2 separate regions of the Mus musculus genome follow, and region 2 is linked to region 1. Evidence: chromatin contacts called from public Hi-C data. All regions are on one chromosome and are shown on one strand. Each heading gives the region's core, a stretch centred on a gene start, on an enhancer-like site or on the middle of the called end of the contact. The rest is flanking DNA. Distances are from core to core; before and after follow the strand shown. Region 1 overlaps Ncoa5 (nuclear receptor coactivator 5). Region 2 overlaps Slc13a3 (solute carrier family 13 (sodium-dependent dicarboxylate transporter), member 3).

Region 1 (3,233 bases), core at 125-2,624:
AACTCCAGGTTCAATGAGGGACTCTCTTACTTTCTCAAAGAATAACATTAAGAGAGATCAAAGGGACTGGAGAGATGGCTCGGTGGTTAAGAGCACTGACAACTCTTCCAGAGGTCCTGAGTTCAAATCCCAGCAACCACATGGTAACTCACAACCATCTGTAATGAGATCTGATGCCCTCTTCTGGTGTGTCTGAAGACAGTGACAGTGTACTTATATACATAAAATAAATAAATATTTTTTTAAAAAGTGGTCAAGGAAGGCACAGGACTCCAACCTTTGGTCTCTATACACTCAGTACAAACACCACATACACAGTGTTAAAGAGTTGAGGAGGATTCATATAGTCATGTGTGAGTGTGCATAGCAGCACTAGCCATATAAACCACAAGGCAACGGAACCCAGATACCCATCAGCAAATGATAGGAAGGTTGTTCAGTCATGTTTATGAAATGTTGATAGATGTTAAGACAGAGGTGAACACGGAAAACATATAAAATAAGCCACACACACCAAAAAAAAGCACAACAGCTACCATGTAATTCCACTTATTTGACATCTTTGGAATAGACAAATCCATAAAGTTAAGAAATACATATTGTCAGGGGCTGGGGAAAGCAGGCAAATTATGTAGACTTCTGTTTGAGGTTATCTAACAATTGGAAATGGGTAGTGGTGACAGCTACATGGCACTGGGGTTACAGTGCAGGTGAGGGTGCACTTAGATGGTTTAAAGTACTGGTGATACACACCTGTGATCGCAGCACAGAGAAATGAGGCACGAGAACAGGAGTTCAAAGGCAGCCTTAGCTATAGAGCAAGCTCAAGGCCACAGGAGACCCTGCCTAAAAAAAGACTATAATGACAAGTTATTGATACATACTCTACAGCAGTTTTTTAAAAGCGCAGGGAAGAGAGATGGAGAAGGTATAAAATGGTTCGTCCAACAACTGTTTTTCATTTGCCCAAGTGCTGTCTGTATCCCATCTCTCTTCATCTCAAGTCCTCGTCGTTTTGTGAGGTAAGTTAATCAGTCACAGCCCCAGAGACTGTGAACACGTCCTGCATATAACCCTGCATGGTAGTTCTTATGACTGCCCTGGCGGACTTGAGTTTTGAAGCATTCTCTCCATCTGATTTTTGCCACATAGGGCCGAGTTGTAACATGAGAAATTGTCCTTGACTTTTCAGGAGAGAAGGCTCATATGACCGTTATCTGAGGGTGGATGACTATTGCCGGAGGAAGGATGACTCGTACTTTGACCGGTACAGAGATAGCTTTGATGGACGGGGCCCTCCTGGCCCAGAGAGTCAATCTCGAGCAAAAGGTGAAGCCGCATCAGTGTGTTCCCATTACTGGAGGGGGAAGTCACCAAAGATTTGTGGACACCAGCACCTCTACACAAAGGGCTCAGTGATTCAGCCAGGCAGTCCACAGATGTTAATGTTGATTTTTAAATGCAAATTAGCATTATCTTGTAGTTTAATCATCCTACAGGAAATGAGAAATTGTAATGTTGACAAATGAGGAGAAGGTTGCAGGTGAAGGGGCTGGGACTTCCTTGCCTTGTCACTGTTTTGCAGGTAACTGACCACACTTACGGGGTGGGGTTTCATGTGTCTTTGTCATTCTTACCTAACAGCTTCTAGGTAGCTTCTTTAGGTAGCTAAAGGTAAGACTATCTGCAAAGAGTGTCAAACTGTTTTGTACTGGCCAATTAGAGATGGGGGGAAACTCATCTACTCTTGCCCATTTAACTAATACTGGGAATTGGGAAATTTGATTTGTTTGTTTGTTTGTTTGCTTCAAAGAAAATCCAGACAAATTTACATTAGAAACATTAGAGAACTGGGAAGAATGACAGAGTCCAGTGTCGGAGAGATAGACAGCTGCTGATTTTGGGAAAGTTGCTATAATCCCGGCCTGGCTCCACCTCCCTGGCATCTTGTCCAACTTTTTCTTTTTTTTTTAAACAGGAGTAGACCTTGCTGATTGGAGGTCACTGTGTTAAGCTAGGCAGACCTTGAACTCTGCAGTCCTCTGGCCTCAGTCTTCCAAGTGCTGGAATTGTACAGACATGAGTCACCACACTGGGTGATCCACCTTTTTAAAACATAACTAACTTCTTTTCTTGGTCAGTTTAGTAGTAGAATTATATAAAGCATTACAGTGGCTGTGGCCTGTCACCCAAGGTTTTATCTTGATGGATTTAAGATAGTAGAAAAAAGTAAAATATGGTTACGAATGAGAGACCTGGGGATTAACTCAGAATGTCTGACTGCATTATAGAAGGACAGCCCTTATGTTTCCCCTGCTGGTGTCTTGCAGAGCGTTTGAAACGTGAGGAACGACGTAGAGAGGAGCTTTATCGTCGGTATTTTGAGGAGATCCAGCGACGCTTTGATGCTGAGAGGCCTGTGGATTGCTCAGTTATTGTGGTCAACAAACAGACTAAGTAAGAAGCCCGTGCTTGTTGCTCCTCGGTATGGAAAGGGGTCGGTGCTCAGCAGCTCCAGAGGCGCACCGACTTGGCTGCCCCACTGTTATTATCTGAGCCTAAGCTAGAGCTCTTCCACTCAGTGACAGAAAACCCAACATAAAGGTTCAAACATGGCCTCCTCTAAAGTCCAACTGTGCGCAAGACATGCCCCCTGTCAGTGTCTCGGTGCTGCCTTCCTTGCTTCTGCCCTCTTCCTGACCATGTTTTCTACTTGAAGAGTCAGAGTTACAGTGACTTCAGACATGTATCTTCTTAGCTTAGCAAACCTACTAAAGACAAGGCTTCTCTTTTCTGATGCTGTGTGTGTGTGTGTGTGTGTGTGTGTGTGTGTGTGTGTGTGTGTGTGTGTGTGTGTGTGTGTGTATGTACATGCACATAAGTGTATGGATGGTGCAAAAGCCAAATGACAGCATAGGCTCTCCTCCTTCCTTATTCCTTTGAGAAAGGACTTCTTAGTGGGCACTGGTAGTGTACTTCCTTAATCTCAGCACTCAGGAGGCAGAGACAGGCAGATCTCTTTGAGTTCAAGGATGGCCTGATCTGTAGAGTGAGCTCCGGGACAGCCAGGACTACAGAGAAACACTGTCTCAAAAACTCAATAAAGAAAAAAGAAAGGGCCTCTTTCCAAACCTAGAAAGAACTACTGGTTCTCTGCTAGGTTATCAGCCATAAAGCACCAACAGTCCTCCCGTCTCTGTGGGATCACAGACGTGCTTGGTCACGCCCACCTT
Region 2 (3,633 bases), core at 731-3,230, 460 kb before region 1:
CCCTTTCAACACAGCTGACATGCTGTCTGCCTTCCTGGTTATCCTTTGGGTCCCATGGCACAATCACCATGGACACATGGGGCTTTGTGACTTTTGAGCTCAATATTCAAGAATGGGGGGTACTTACATTGTCAGATAAGGGAAACCGAGGCTCAGGGAGCATTAGTGATGGATGAATAGGGGCCCTAAGATGAAGGAATAGAGGAGATGGCTCTGGGCTTGAAGGCAGAATGTCTGAGTCTCCTTTCCTTCTTGGTAGGCAAGGGATCCCTATCTCAGTGGGCTGTGAATTCAGACACAGCTCAGGGCAATACAGGACTTGGACATTCGTTGCCATAACAACAGCTAGCACCTTGGCCCCTCCCCACCTGAGCTTGGATATCACACCTCAGTTCCTTTCGCTCCCATAGTGGTCTTAAGAAGGAAATACAGTGGCCATCCTCATCAGATGAGGAGATGGCGACAGAAGTTGAGTCATGTTCCCGACGTCACATAGCTTCTGATCACCAACCCAGAGCCTGTCCATGCTCTCTCTCGGCCCTGAGCATTGGAAGACAAGATAACCAGGTGGTGTAAAGCCCTGGTGGAGATTTCTGGAAAAACAATTGACTTCCAGCCCTGTGGTTGACACTTTCCATGACCAGACCTTGCTGAATGTCTTCACTTAGCTGGCTTTTCACTGAAGTCCAGAAAGGGATAGGGGTGGCGAGGGGAGGAGGAAGGGGGCACATGGGAGGGACTGACAGCTCAGATCATAAAACTCTCACCTTGGAAGTGTGGGGACCTGAGTTCAATCCTGAGAACATGTGAGAAAATGTCGTGTGCATCTGTGATCCCTCACTGTGGGAGGCAGAGCCAGAGGCATCCCTGGGACTCACTGGTCGGCCAGGCCAGCCTAATTAGTGAACTCCGGGCCACTGAGACACTCAGTCTCGAGGAGGCCGATGCTAGTCTCTAGGTAAGCAGACACATTATATATGAAAACACACACACACACACACACACAGACACACACACACACAGACACACACACCATTGAATCCTAGAAAGTTAGGAACAGCTCTGCCAACTACTTGGTCACATTCCTCTTGTTTACTTCTTCAAAGACCACAAGCCTGTCCTGTCCTCCCACACTCCCCTCTAGAAAACTTAAAAACACTGTCTTACAGGGGAGCCTTTGTGTGGGGGTCCGTCTGTGAAAATCCAGGTCTGTAATGATTGAATGGACAGAGAGCAGCTCACACGTGTGATGGCAGAGACCAAGGGGAGGCCGGGCCTCAGAACTGGCGCTCACTCCAGGGCCTATGTATATGCGTTTCCCTCTGCCTGGACCACTGTTGTCTGAGCAGTCTGCAAGGCTGGCTCCCTCAGTTTACCTATGTGGTTCACACCACCTCCTCCAAGGCTTCCCCGCCACCACCTTCAGGTCCTCTCTAAAAGGGAAAATCCTCACACTCTACTGTCTTCTCTGCTCCTTTCCCTGACAACCTTTATCACCAGCCGGCAATCTGTCACATATTAAGCGATGTATCTGTCAGCATGCCATCTACATCGCCGCCCCCCCCCCCACCCCCCGGCCCCCGAGGGAGGTCAGCTCCAGGAGGGCAGGGTTCTCTGTCCCTACCTCCCTGTCTTCAGCCAGCATAGGGCCTGACCTGTAGTAGACAGCAAATCCAAGTTGCATAAGAGAACAAAGGAATGCTGGTCGCCAGCCAAGCTCTAGCCGTGCACTTCTCACAAATCCTCCCGTGACCCTGGTGAGGCGCTCCCGTGGTCCTCTCCGCCCGCCCCATGCAGATCAGCTCTGAGGGGCTCTGGTTCTGTGAGTGCTGGTGGATGGATGACAGTCATAGGATGCTTCCCGGGCTGAGGCCAAAGTCTTGCTTGTCCTCAGGCCTTTTGCCTTGTTTACCATGGTGCTTGGGTGACAGGGACAGACAAGCTTTTACCTAGGGTCAGGCTGGCAAGCCAGAAGGCATCTGCCCCATGGATCCTGGCCTGGATGGAGTGGGGACGGGGAGGAGGGCAGGACACTGCTGGCTGTGTTGGAAGAGGCAGGAAAAGTGGGCCTCCCTTTACCCCACCCTAAGCTTCAGGGAACCCTGACCCCAGAGGGCAGGAACATGAAGAAGCCGCACTGGCTGAGCACCTACTCTGAGTCTGGCTGAGAGCCTACTATGTGCGTGGCACATTATATTCAATGGAAGCGGTCCTTTGACATCAAGCAAGGCGGCCTCCAAGGTCTAAGGTAGTAGACCAACTTGGACATTAGCAGAGGTCTCAAGTCACTTTCGGGTCCGGCCCAGCACTGTCACCTGCCTGCCACCTTTCCTCGTGGTGCTGGGATTGGTCAGGGAGTTCCTAGCCACAGGGTAACTGTCATGAAGGAAGAAGCTCTTCACACACACAGCTGCCTTAGAAACATGAGCAGGCCACCATTCCGCCAAGAGTACCCAGGAAGCCCAGGGCCCTCGGGAGGCAGAGGCAGGGAGGAAGGGCTGCTGGGAATGAAAGCTGAGGCAGGGCAACTGGTCAAGGCCGACCGCTGGTAGGAGCTCAGTGAGCTCTGGGACACAGGGCTGTCCCCAGATGCTGTCTGGCCCTCTGTGATTTGAGGAGGTGAACAGCAGCTTGGAGCAGACCCTCTAAGCAGACTAACAGGCAAGAAATGGTGCAGGCTTCTCATCTTTAGGAATCGACGCACCTTTTATGGCGCAGCCCTTCTGGCTGTCAGACCACCAGAGGCAGAAACTAGGAAACACGATCAGAACTCTCTCCTGCCCTCACTTCTTTTCTTACTCTCTTCCAGCCACTCATAAGCCTCCTACTTCTTCACACCTGCCCTGCCATGTTTACCTCAGGACTTTTGCACCCACTCTGCCTCTGGAATTCTCTTACCCTAATCAGCTGCAGCTGGAAGGCTATGGTTATCGAAGTCTTGAGCACAAGGGCACTGCCTCCAAGGAGTCCTCCTGGATGACCACTTTAAAAATCTTGCCCCACTCACCCCCACAGAACTTCTCTAAAGCTATACCACCTGCTTATTGTCTGCACAGCACTGTGTACAGTCTTGCCCTGTTTCATATCTACATCTTATTCTGGGCTGTGGTGAGTGCCAGGGCAAAACTTTATTTGCTACATACAGTTCCCTCTGTGTCTCTGAGGTCTAGAACATAGCCTGACACATGAAGGATACTTGGCAACAGAGAGTAGTCAGCTTGGGTTTAAACAGAGGTCCTGGTTTCAGAGTGTGCATGCCTCCTAAAGCCCCTGCCCACGTCTGGACTGTGGCGCCTTTGAGCAGAGGACAGCAGCTTATGCTTCTCAAGCCGGGAGACTGAGGTCAGGAGACAGAGGGAAGTCATCCTGGTCTCCCCACAGGGAACCCCAGATCATCCTAGGAGTCCTCCTGGCTAGGTGGCCGGCTGCCCGTCCCTTACGGGCACCCCTAGCTCTGGGCCTCAGCCGTAGTCCTCTGAGGCCTGGCCAGCTTTCCACTTCTGCCAGGTGTGTAAACAGGCCCGCATGGTTCCCGGTGGCCCGGCAGGGAGCTAGATCGAGTGTCCTGACTCAGACCCACAGGATGGTGCCCTCTACACTGATGAGCTGAGGGTTCTGATACCCCCAGACCCT

The links. Hi-C and Micro-C count contacts between places; a contact is called where the count stands out from the background.
Region 2: a contact with region 1 is called in a Hi-C map of liver, with 2.5 times the contacts expected there. The contact joins two enhancer-like sites. A contact is called at or near these places in 3 of 39 promoter capture datasets (the 3T3-L1 cell line, the HPC-7 cell line and cranial neural crest), 1 of 484 Hi-C or Micro-C datasets (liver) and 1 of 9 other capture datasets (embryonic stem cells).

The regions. Positions count from the first base shown.
Region 1 is chr2:165,008,547-165,011,779 of GRCm38.p6, reverse strand. Ncoa5 (nuclear receptor coactivator 5) reads left to right here. Exons shown (of 8, transcript NM_144892.1): 4 at 1,193-1,329; 5 at 2,331-2,457. Among named protein-coding and RNA genes, the nearest start is that of Ncoa5, 25 kb to the left of the region's middle. Within about 2 kb of position 1,374, at least 15 of the 459 cell types and tissues checked have an H3K27ac peak or open chromatin away from gene starts, as enhancers often do. A contact at or near this core is called in liver, where this site is marked.
Region 2 is chr2:165,466,343-165,469,975 of GRCm38.p6, reverse strand. The region is part of intron 1 of Slc13a3 (solute carrier family 13 (sodium-dependent dicarboxylate transporter), member 3); the gene reads left to right. Among named protein-coding and RNA genes, the nearest start is that of Slc13a3, 5.0 kb to the left of the region's middle. Within about 2 kb of position 1,980, at least 13 of the 459 cell types and tissues checked have an H3K27ac peak or open chromatin away from gene starts, as enhancers often do. A contact at or near this core is called in liver, where this site is marked.